Regions from separate parts of the Zea mays genome. Here region 2 is linked to region 1. The links are chromatin contacts, called in public Hi-C maps. All regions are on one chromosome and are shown on one strand. The core of a region is the stretch at or near the end of the contact, and the rest is flanking DNA. Distances in the headings are between cores, read along the strand shown.

The links. Hi-C and Micro-C count contacts between places; a contact is called where the count stands out from the background.
Region 2: a Hi-C map of tassel shows a contact between it and region 1, with 2.4 times the contacts expected there. The contact joins the promoter of LOC100501429 here to the enhancer-like site in region 1. A contact is called at or near these places in 3 of 25 Hi-C or Micro-C datasets (endosperm, leaf and tassel).

The regions. Positions count from the first base shown.
Region 1 is chr1:277,940,807-277,947,184 of Zm-B73-REFERENCE-NAM-5.0, forward strand. No RefSeq gene overlaps it. Among protein-coding and RNA genes, the nearest start is that of LOC542391, 95 kb to the left of the region's middle. Within about 2 kb of position 2,260, at least 13 of the 20 cell types and tissues checked have an H3K27ac peak or open chromatin away from gene starts, as enhancers often do. A contact at or near this core is called in tassel, where this site is marked.
Region 2 is chr1:278,065,692-278,072,062 of Zm-B73-REFERENCE-NAM-5.0, forward strand. LOC100501429 reads left to right here and starts at 3,410. Exons shown (of 5, transcript XM_008667120.3): 1 at 3,410-3,698; 2 at 3,791-3,887; 3 at 4,082-4,170; 4 at 5,348-5,459; 5 at 5,702-6,371. The coding sequence starts at 3,552. The coding sequence ends at 5,892.

The DNA.
Region 1 (6,378 bases), core at 1,010-3,509:
GGTGTCAAAGGTTCACACTTAGCCAATAGAAAGACCAAGTGTTGGGTTCAACAAAAATGCAAAGGAGCAACCGAAGGCTCCTCTGGTCTGGCGCACCGGACTGTCCGGTGTGCCACCGGACATGTCCGGTGCACCAGAGGACTCAGGTTTCAAACTCGTCACCTTCGGGAATTTCCAGAGGCCACTCCGCTATAATTCACCGGACTGTCCGGTGTGCACCGGACATGTCCGGTGCTCCAAGGAAGGGCGGCCCCAGGAACTCGCCAGCCTCGGATTTTCATTCCAGCCGCTCCGCTATAATTCACCGGACTGTCCGGTGTGCACCGGACTGTTCGGTGCATCTGCGGAGCAACAGCTACTTCAGGCGCCAACGGCTACCTGCAGCGCATTTATTGCGCGCCAGCGCGCGCAGAGGTCAGGCACGCCCACGCTGGCGCACCGGACACTCTACAGTACATGTCCGGTGCGCCACCGGACATCAAGGCGGGCCCAGAAGTCAGAACTCCAACGGTCGATTTCCAACGGCACTGGTGACGTGGCGGGGGCACCGGACTGTCCGGTGTGCACCAAACTGTCCGGTGCGCCATCGAACAGACAGCCCAGCCAACGGTCAAGTTTGGTGGTTGGGGCTATAAATACCCCAACCACCCCACCATTAATGTGTATCCAAGTTCTCTACTTCCCAACTACTACAAGAGCTCTAGCATTCAATTCTAGACACACCAAAGAGATCAAATCCTCTCCATATTCCACACAACGCCCTAGTGACTAGTGAGAGAGATTTGCTTGTGTTCTTTCGAGCTCTTGCGCTTGGATTGCTTCCTTCTTTCTTGATTCCTTTTTGTAATCAAACACTCACTTGTAATTGAGGCAAGAGGCACCAATTGTGTGGTGGCCCTTGCGGGAAGTTTGATTCCCAAGTGATTTGAGAAGAGAAGCTCACTCGGTCCGAGGGACCGATTGAGAGAGGGAAGGGTTGAAAGAGACCCGGCCTTTGTGGCCTCCTCAACGGGGAGTAGGTTTGCAAAAAACCGAACCTCGGTAAAACAAATCCGCGTGTCACACTCTTCATTTGCTTGCGATTTGTTTTGCTCCCTCTCTCGCGGACTCGTTTATATTTCTAACGCTAACCCGGCTTGTGGTTGTGATTATTTTTGAGAATTTCAGTTTCGCCCTATTCACCCCCCCTCTAGGCGACTTTCAGTTCTTCATGGAGGCGAAGGATGAGGCTTTCACTCATGCTCGAGAGTTGATTCTTCGGTTGCATAATGAGTTTCCCAAAAATGACATGAGAGCGATTCGCAGTGACAACGACACATAATTCAAGAATACTCGCTTTGAAACCTTTTGTGCTTCTTTGGGTATCGAGTATTAGTTTTTTTTCTCTCCGTATGTACATCAACAGAATGATATTGTTGAACACTAGAATTGAGCACTTGCATAGTTATGGATTTGTTATAGTTGATGACTTCTCAAGATAAACACGAGTTTTCTATCTATGTAACAGGAGGCGTTTTTATCAAGGGATGAGACTTAGATCCACGAACTTTGAAATATATTTCTAGGTGGTTAAACTTGTTAAGTGGTATGCTACAGTGTTCCGTACGATCAAAAATAGACATGCGATGCATTATTTTTTATAAATTTAGGGATGTGCGGTACATCATTTAATAACTTCAAGGATTTAAAACTATATTTTTAAATTTTGTAGACCTATGTAATTAACATTCCTTTAGAGGCTAGGGTGGGTCACCGATGCATTTAACTCTTAATTATAAAACACGCCGACACTATTTAAAAAACGACTACGGATTCTGTCGACATGCTTCTTTTTCTCTTTTTATTTGAAAATTTGGTTTGACGGTTTAATAGTAATATAAAATCACTTAAGGCTTCGACATGCAGGTGGCTGGCTCTAGGTGAAGGAACCAAGGGTGATCTCTGAGAGGATCCCGGCCGCGTACGTCCGCTCGGCGGTCGCAGGGGCAGAGCTTCCAGGGGGGGTGACGACGACCTGTGCCTGACGGGGTGAGTGGTATTTCGCGCCCGAAAACCCGGAGCAGACGAGCCAGCAGTGCATGCAGCGCAAGCGCAGTGGAGGAGCAAGGCCGACCGAGTGGGTCTGCCTGCCTGCAATCTCTCGTCCGTCCCAAGCTCGAGCTGCTTGTCGCGAGGGGCGCTGTGTAGGGACAGCTACAGTGGGTAGCTAGGCAGGCTCGCTCTCGCGAGGTGTTGGTGTTGCTGTTGCGCGCGGTGGTAGCTAGACCGTAGACGTAGACAGCAGATAGTAGCCCTGCGACGCGAGCACATGCAGGCAGGGCCAGGCGCACGCATGTGGATGTGGGTGGGTGCCCGGCACGGTGGAACTCCGTCGTGGACGGTCGCGCGGAATTGGGCCCAGGCGCCCAGCGCCACCATGCTTGTACCAGTGCTCTGCTGTTCACTGGCAGTAGATTCTAATCATGCTCTCTCTCTCTCTCTCTCTCTCACAGTCTCTCTCTCTCTTCCTCCCACTCTCTCTCGTAGTCAGCTGCCCACTGTCTGCAGAAAGCTAGGTTTACGATCTATCCATGTGTCTCAAGGCGCCGAGGGCCTATTTGGAATATAGGATTCTGTAGACATAAAATTAGAAGAAGAAGAAAAAACATTTAGGCCTTCTTTGGAACAAAGGAAAAATAAAGAAATTTTGAAGGGTTGAAATTCTATAGAAAGTTTTCCTATGTGATCCTTTGGAGCAAATGATTGAGTTGCTACAAATCCCATAAAATTTATATGGAATGGAGCATTATAGTGAGATTTTGGAGGATTTTTAGCATGAGATCCAACCTCCTAGAAATTTTCCTATGGAATTGAAGGTGTCATGCAACTCTATCTCTATATTTTTTTTCTATCCTTATATTTTACTAATCATCCATTCCAAAGGAGGCCTTATGGCTAGTTGGAGAACTCCATTTCACAAGGGAATCCTATTTTCCCAAGGAAAAATAAAATTAATTTCATTGGGAAAATGGAAATGGTTTGGTAAAATAGGGTTCCCAAACTAGCCCTCCCGTGTAAAATGTCTTAACAATTTGAATTGTATGGAATTAAGGAAACATAAAAACGGTAAGATTAAACATTCACATGAAATACACCAAAAAACGTAGGAATTTAATAAGAGAATGACGGAAAGTGAATTTTTTAAGACGTTCAACCTCTTTATAGAGAATCCCTTTAAAAAAATCCGAGATGTCGAGTGAAACTGTATTTTAGGAAAAAGAGTATTTGGTGAAATTGCATGGGAAAAAACTAAAAATGACGTTTAGTTTCCTGAATCAGCAGATACAACATGCATGTTGCCTGATGCAACATATATGTACTGTGACGTGTGGTCCGCAACCTTCGTCCTGCATCCAGCGAGTCAATCTCTGGAGTGAAGCTCAATTTGAACATATTATTACATCGGTTTGCATCAATCTATACAATTGCATCCGCTCCTACATGATGGATACCGCAAGCAACCAACCAAATAGGCTGGACTACTGAACCGTCAGGACAACCAAACACACACTCGTTTCATCTCTTGGCTGGTGTCTTGAGATATCTCTAAGAGACTAAGTGAAAAAATTATAAGAGATCGTCTTTTTACGACTCCCCATACATATTGTATCTTATCTGCGTTTATAATTTAAAGTCTTAATAGGTGTTTGAATGCACTAAAACTAATAGTTAGTGGCTAAAATTAGTTGAGACATCCAAACATCCTAGCTAATAGTTCAACTATTATATATTTTTAGTAAATTAGTTAATAGTTAGGTAGCTATTTGTTAGCTAGCTAATTCTACTAACATGCATTTGTTAGCTATTTGTTAGCTAATAGTTCAACTATTAGATATTTTTAGTAAATTAGTTAATAGTTAGGTAGATATTTTTAAGGCGAGTCTTATAATTGTATTATATAGTCTCTTAGGTTGTGTTTGGTTTGGAGTCAAAATAGAATAGGATAGGGTCATCCCTAATTTAGAGGCAGGGTCATCCTTAAGAGTCACTACTGTTTTTGTTTGGTTGAAGTGATAAACTTGGATGGAATCAACCTAGTTTTTGTTTGGATGGTGGTTTTGTCACTTATTGGGAGGCAACACGTTTTTTTCAGCACCGCGACAGGGGTGGGGGCGACTTCATCCGCTCGTTTTTTGGGACGGCGCCGCCACCGAAAAATGGTCTAGAGTTCAACTCGCTCCTGCTTGACCCTCATCCAAACATGACTAAAACTGTGACCGTCTTGTTCCGTCTCTCTTTGTTCATTTAACCAAACGCACACTTAGCTGTCCTCGGCGATATCAATAGTGGTTCAAATTTCGCTGTCCGGTGTTAAAAACAAACGAGCCTTTTCATCACGTCACAGTTTCTCATATAACTGTTTCGTTGCTTACCGCAATTTAGGGCAACCCGCCGCACTTTGTTAGTACAATATGCCCCGCATGTCATACATTGGTTTCCTTGACCAATTTTTTTTGCAACGATCATGCTCTATTAATTGCCATCTGCTACGCTCATGATGAACTCTACTCGCACTGTATACGGGCACCCGCACTATTACGAAGCTACTGGCTCTAAAATAATCTCCTTAATGATACTATTTTTAGCATATAGGAGTAACTCGTAATATAAGTAACTCCATATAGGGTCTGTTTGGTTGGGCTGTGGCTGTGGAAAAAGTTGCTGTGGGCTGTGAGCTGTAGAAAAAGCTGCTGTAGGCTGTGTGCTGTTAAAAAGCTAAAAATCGTTTGGTGGAAACCACTAAAAGTCGTTAAAAGTTCTTCGATATATGTTTTCACAGTTCCATCCAAAAGCCACTAAAAGCAGGTCCAGGGGTGCTTTCAGTTTTGCACTACGAGAAAGTCGGCTTTTAGAAAAAGCTGCTTCCTAGATCTAGCAGGGTTGGCTTTTGGCTTTTAGGGGGCAAAAGCCAAAGCCAAACCAAACACACCCATAATATTCTTATACAATCTTAAAATGTGTCTATAAGATGAACACTGGCTCTTAATTAAATTTTCTATGAATGCTAGTTTGGGAACTATATTTTCAAGCGATTTTTATTTTCCTAAGTAAAAAATGAACTAATTTTTTCTGGAAAATTGAAATTCTTTGAAAAATAGGGTTCTTTAACTAGCCCTTAAAATGTAAACTAATATGTTTTGAGCTAGCTTGTAAATTATATTGCATGTCTATAGATGTGAAGTGTAAACACTGGTGACCTGCAGCTAGGGGTGGATAACGAGCCAGCTCGGCTCGGCTCGTTAAGCTAACGAGCCATAGAGTCAGCTCGGCTCGGCTCGTTTATGAGCTCGAGCTGGCTCGTTTAGCTCGCGAGCCAGAGCAGAAAAAATAATATGTAAATAATAATTATTTTTAGTTTATTTTAAACTAATTTAACAATAGAAAATATTAATTATACTCATAGTTTCACAAACCACGTCAATGTAACACCAAATTAGCACATTCGACACTCATTAATTTACAATTCACATACATATTCAACAGTTTAACCCATAATTATATTTGCATAGACCAAATTAACACATATTCATAGTTCATTAATCATTAGTTTAATTCATAGGCCATAGACACCTCTCACACACACACACACATATATATATATATATATATATATATATATATATATATATATATATATATATATATATATATATATATATAACATGTTCATCAATTATTATGTAAATGATATGCATATAGTTTCGTTTTGCTGGAATATGGTAGCTCGTTTAGCTCGCGAGCTGGCTCGTTAACGAACCGAGCTGGCTCATTAACGAACCGAGCTAGGATGTCAGCTCAGCTCGTGAAAAAATTCAAACGAGCTGATCTGAGCCGAGCTGACTATGAACCGAGCGAGCCAGCGAGCCACGAGCATTTCGTCCGGCCCTACCTGCAGCTGCAGACTGCAGTGTGGCCGTGTGGGGACAAGGGCAGAAGAGAGAACACAGCCCCGAAGCGAAATGAGCTAGCAACTGTAGTACTGTACTGCACAAGTGCACATACCAGCAGGGCGTGGGTAACAGGGACTGACTGTACCTGGCTCGTTGCGGCACCCTCTCGGTTCTCAAATGAATATACATTGTCAAATATTTTTTTAAGTTTAATTAGATCTTAAAAATAATATTAACATATATATCTTTAGACATGTTTATTATAATTTATATATCTAACCATGTTTATTTAAGATCATTATAAACATTAACACTATATACTTTGTCAATTTTAGGGTTTACTGAGATATGGCATATTTTTTGGACGGAGCTTCTTGGGAAGGGAAGGAGAGACTGCCCTTCCCCCTGGTTTAAAATAACCGGCGGAGATGGATCATTTCCCATGCAC
Region 2 (6,371 bases), core at 2,160-4,659, 130 kb after region 1:
AATATTATATTTCAAAGCTACGTAATAAAATAATTATTTGAATTTCAAATTTTATAAATTTGACTCAAACCTTGTTCAATACAACAAAAAATAGGACATCGGAGGGAGTAGGTTGTAGTTTGGTTTTGATTCTATTCACGTCAAAAAAAGTGGACCTATTTTCTATCTGTAATTTGATTGGATCTGTAATAAAAACATTCGACTGACTAGTTCCTTCTATCGTCGGCAGCAGAAGACCTAGCATATGAATCTCGCTGAATCTATGCACATGAGGCGATCGATTTGCTCTGAAGTATCCTTTATTTACATTTTATCTAATGTCAAGCGTGATCATCTCACATAAACACGTCGCAATAAAACATTGTGTTATTTTTTTGTTGTTTCAGGAGTTGATAAAAAGTTGCTAGATCTAGGAAGAAAATGGGGTTAGATGAGAAGTATCTAAATTTAGAATGTTTATTTAGATCTGTTGGATAGAAGTTTTTAGAACAACTAGTCAAATTATTGATTTAGAGAGTATTTTAGAGAACTACTGAAGTTGCTCTTAGTTGGAGGTGTTTGAAGATCTAAAACTAATTTTAATTGCTAACTATTAGTTTTAGAGGTTCCAAACAAGACCCATAGAACAAACATAGGAGATTGAAAATTTTCTCGCGTTTCAAAGGGACCTAATGTTTAGGTGATACTATGCACTACAAATTAGAGCATTCCACCAATTATAACGACCGTGAGAAGACTTGATAGTTAGCAAACATCCTATATGTAGTATTTACGACCATCTTTGAACTTGCATTGGCAAGGGATATCATTCTAGTCCCTAACTTAAAGTGCTATTTTGGGGTCACTAAACTTAGCTGTCATTGTTATCTGGATCTCTAATTTATCAATTGCCATTTTCTAGTATCTAAACTTAACTCGCTGTGGTTTTTTAAGGGTGCGAAAAATGAGAGATAAAGTGACAAAACATGTGCAATACGCTATATATACATGGTGCTACTATGAAATGCTCCATCCGTTCCAATTTATAATTTGTTTGACTTTTTTACCATGAATTTGACCGACTTGTCTTACTTAAATTTTTTTATAGTTATTATTAAATTTTACTGTAATATCATTTAATATATAATAGTATACTTTAAGTATGACTTTAAAAATTTTATATTTTTTAAAAAATGGATAAGACGAGGCAAAAAAATTGGTGTAAAAAAGTCAAACGAATTATAAAATTAGACGGAGAGAGTACAATTTTTTTCATGTACCAGAGGGACCCTAAGTCCCACCTTGTGTCACACATCTACCCTTTTATCCTTACTATCCCCTCTCCTCTCCTGGTCTTTGTCTTCGTATTATCATTGCCATTCTTCTTGCTTAATCACATTGTCCCTAGCTATCCTCATCTTGGTTATATCGTCATTGGTATGGAGAGATTGATGGCCCAAGTGCCACAACATGCACCTAAGTTGGCTCTATAAGAAAAATGGATCGTGGCCTATTTAAAGTATTGTTTTGGTGTTTCATGCTCAACATAACCATTTGGACTAGCATTATTTGCTATGCTTTGAGGTATAGTTCAAATGATGCATAATTATACATGAACTAAGGCAAAAGGTTGATCTAGATGATCAACACCCCAAGCAACACATTAACAAGAGATGTTGAAGACCGATAGATAATGGCTTGCTGCATGAGCATTTTAATAAGTCAAACTTTTAACAATATATTGTGTTTAGTTATGATTGACCCAAGTAGAAACCACATGATCAATATATGGGTTTTTTGAGCCACTCGTAACCATGGGCATGACTGGTATATAATTTTCACACTTTATAGCGAGAGTCATGAATTACCTTATGATAGGCTTAAATACTCTCATTATACACTTCCAAGGTGTATGTTAGGTTTAACTATTTAGTTTTTCAGAAATTTATCTAGTAAATTGCTAGCTTATACGAACACCTTTCAAATGCCACAATACCCTTTATTCAAAACATATCACCTCCTAGCTATACACATAAGCTAGATGTTGTACTATTCATCCACTAGAATATTAGACAAGGTCTCTATACTTGACTAAACCCAGAGCTATAATAAGCACTCGGCTTCACTATAAGTCCCAAATTTTGCTTACAGATGAGTCGTTGGAGAGAGGAATTTAGAGCATCATAAGAAAAGACATGCTCTAGTCTCTGATTCTGTGCGTCTAAAAATCACCTTTTACATCTGTGCACTAAACCATTAATCAGGTATAGATCAAGTATAATTAAATTAAGCACTAGCCAAACTACCCTTATGCAATAATAAGCCATATGTATCAAGGAAGAAGGTAGTAAGACTAGGAAATCCTTAATGCATTTGAAATTTAGGACACATGCAACATGAATTATTAATGAATTTATTGTGTATAGGTACAAAGAAATCCCATCCTACACTGGTGAAATTATTGTGTATTGATCAAGCAATTAAAATTACATGAGAAAGAAAATACAGAAGATATGGAGGAAGACAATAATAATGAGCAATAATATTGTATCACTTTTTTATGAACTATGTAATTTTTATTTTTTATGTTTATTTTTTATCGAATTATGTATTTTTTCTTAATTATGTGATTAGATGATTTTTTCTAAATAAAATACCATGTTTCATTTTACATAACAATCTTTAAAATAAAAATTGAGATGACTTTAGGTTAACAATAAAGACTGTACATTTTAATAAATGAAGACCGACGATGATCGATAGTGTGGATGATAGTGACGTTTCAGATGGTAAAACAATAGCCAGGTGTATTGGATCCAGCCTAAGGCCTTGTTCGTTTCCGTCGGATTGCACCCGGAATCGTTCCAGCTAATCAAAATTTATATAAATTAGAGAAGCAATCCGGTCAGGAATCGTTCCGATCCACCAATCCGGCAGAAACGAACAAGGCCTAAGGGTTGTTCGGTTGCTCAGGAATGATGGCTTGGAACTATTCGTGACTGGATTGTTTACCTATTTTATATAAGATTTTATCCGGTGGAATAATTCTAGGTCCAATTCTGGACAACCGAACAGGCCCAAGCCGAGTTCATTTTTTTGGTCTGTCTTGGGTCAGATAGCGATAATATATGAACATATCGTATCACTCGTTACTTTATTTATTACATAGCTATTTTAATGGCGGGGCGGACGGTGAACTGGTGATATTGTTATATGGCTGTCATTTTTCCCCTACAAATCGTAGGTCAAGTGTCCAGAGATGAGAGATCAGTTACCTTCGCGATAGCTAAAGAAAGCAGAATGAATTTCTTCCTTTCGCAATGTATCCATGGCAACAAGTTTGGGCTAGATCTGAGACGAGACATTTGGTTTGGCCCGGTAAGTTAACTTTTCGGCCTAACTCAATCGACACCATTGTCCAAGCTAAAAGGCCCAACTTAATAGGCTGCCACTTGCCAGTAGAACCGTTTGCCTCTCGCCTGCATCCTAGTCCGGCGGCCGCACCCGGGCAGCTCCGGCGGTTCCCCGCCGCCGTCCTCCGTCTATCCCCGACTGCGCTAGAGCTCCGTCTCATGGGGGCGTCCGAATCTCTCCTATCTAGGCAGCAGCTTCAGCAGCCGCGGCCTCAGTGGGCGGATGAGATCACGACGGTGTCCGAGGGCCGGCGCGACGACGCCGACGCCGATCCCCTCGTCCGCCGTATCCGGTCTCTCACCATAGTAAGTCCTGAACTCTCGTCTCCTGATATCTCACTATAGTAAGGCCTGATATTAACGCTTCTGACTGGTGTTACGATGTTGAGGATTTGTAGGCTCCTCCGCTATTGAGCTCCCAATCTGAAGCGGAAGCAGAGAGCAGCCTCACGGATATCCTCGTCGGGAAGCCCTCTAACTCCTCAGCCACCTCTGGTGAGTGGCTGCCAGCCAGGACGCTATTTTGGTTAGTTTGTATGTTACTGTGCAGGCGAGATTTTACATAGTAGTGTTTGGGTATATAATTGACTAATTGGAAGCACGCTGTACTCGAAATAATTTGCATCAAGCATTGTTGCATTTCCATTATTGTTGTTGAAGCTTACAATGTCACGCTAATTTATTTGTAGGAAATCTGAACCCAAATGTCCTAGCTGAGCTTTTCGCCATGTACCGCGAATGGCAAGAAGAGAATGCCAAGAAAATTAGCCGAAAACAGGTAGGTGGGAATTGTTGTAAGAGTTCTCTCTTTCAGTTATTGCTTATTGAGGGGACTCAATCAGGATATGGCATTGTGGTTCGAGTCACTAGTTTAAGCCCTACAGTATGCTATCATATTGTTGTCAATATAAAGCACATCGCTTCATTTGTTTGCAGTTATTCTCTGTTGATATTTGACCTTGACAGCAAGGCGAATAATATAAATAAATCAGAGTCTCAGTTACCAAAGGCCTTTTGTTCTATGTGTTCTGTGCAACTGTGTTGCTTGTTATGTTTGTCATCATATAGACACGATACAAAATAAAAAGACAGACCCAGTACTGGAGCCTCTCATATAAGGCGTCTGGTGATAGGGTAAAGTGGTAAACTGAGGCAACCCTTCCCTCCACAAATGTGGAGAAGCTGCTTAGAAACCTGACCTGGTGACACAGTTCTCCCCGTTGCACTAGGCAGGCCTTCGTCACCATATAAACATGATCTTGTGAATTAATGTGAAACTGGTTTTTAGGCTGTTTCCAACCTGTGACCTGATGACTTAGTGAGACAGCGCTTACCATTGCGCTAGGCCTGCTCTTCACCACCATATAAACATGATCTTGTGAATTAATGTGAAACTGGTTTTTGTAGTAGTAAATATCAACTTGATGGGCAAAAAACAGTTGCTCTTTCAGTCTAGACATTGAATTCTGAGTTTACTTGCATGAATTCTCAAGGAGAAGATTTGATATTCACTTATATGAATAGTTGTCACTTTTTCTGAGTTTCCTTTTACTGCCTGTTTGGATCCCATGAATTGAAACAAATATCTAGAAAGTGCTTCTCATATTATTATTATTAGATTACTTTTGAATTCCTCTCAATTCCAGGGAACCAAACAGGGCATTAGTTTCATTGTTATAACCGATATTGGTCCTAGCATATTCATGTCATTGTTGAACTGCAGTGTTTATATTAGTTATGCAGCTCTGCATAAAGTATGAAGGAGAAATTAACTAATAAATTCTAAATGTTCGAGGTAAACATGCAAGCGGTATTTGGATGCTTACAGAACATGTCTCTACAATCTGACTTAGGAGACTTAACACTGCCACCGCAATAGCTTGGCAACTACTTCATTTTTGTTTGTTGTGGCTGGTTTATGATAAGCAGATCCAACATGGAACGTCTTGGTGCAGGAGGAGATAGAAAACAAGATAGAAACAGCTGATGCATTGGCAGTTAAACTTCTCCAGCGGTTCAATTATTGTCTTACTTACATGAGATCCACCTCCCACAATCTTGCTGAAGGTAATGATGTAATTTTATTTCGTAAGTAGGTCGTCATCTGTATATGTAAGGAAGCCATCCATCGCATTGTTAGGTATTTTGGCTCTAGTCTAATTGAGGCAAGCGAGCACAACTAGCGATGTCAGCTTGTGTTGCTATTACTACCTGTTCCGTGATAGCAGCTATTGATACCTGTTCCGTGGTTTAGAATATCACGGGAGTGCCCAAATTACATGCTGACATTCCCCCCTTCGATATTACAGTGCATCCGCTGCAGATCGAAGTTGGTGAGTCAAAGGGCAGGTTAACTGAAGTCATAAGCAACTGCGATGCATTGTGTAAGAGAATTGCTGCAGAAGGACCAGAAAGCCTACGATCATCTGTTCAACCTTTCATGGCTGCTAGAGCGGAGGCAGAAGGGAGTGGTTCACTTGACCCAAAACAAGAGTCCTGAATTGTACAATCTAACTGCTGACAGCATGCGCAAAGAAACTTCAGAGGATGATTAGTTTGTCCTGAACAAATATATTATATAAACACGTTTAGGAATTGTTCGGTTATTCTCAATACATATGGATTGGATGAGATTGGAAAAAATTAAGAAGAAGTTTGACTTGTTTGGGATTCAAACCTATCAAATCCCACTCAATTCACGTGGATTGAGAGCTAATCGAACAAGCCCTTATAATGTTGGAAAACATGTTTTAGTCTTAGAAACCGTCTACATTGACACTAGTATATCTATCACGTTAACCAACGTATCATTCGAATGGAGAATTGTATCATTCGAATAGAGAATTGTAGATCTTTACTACTAGACGCATAGCGTAGATGTAGTGGAAGTAGTCGAATGTTCTTGTGTTCATTCATCCTCAAGTTTGTTGTTGATTACTGTCGCAATAATAGCAGCTTCTCCACGGTGTTCACACATGT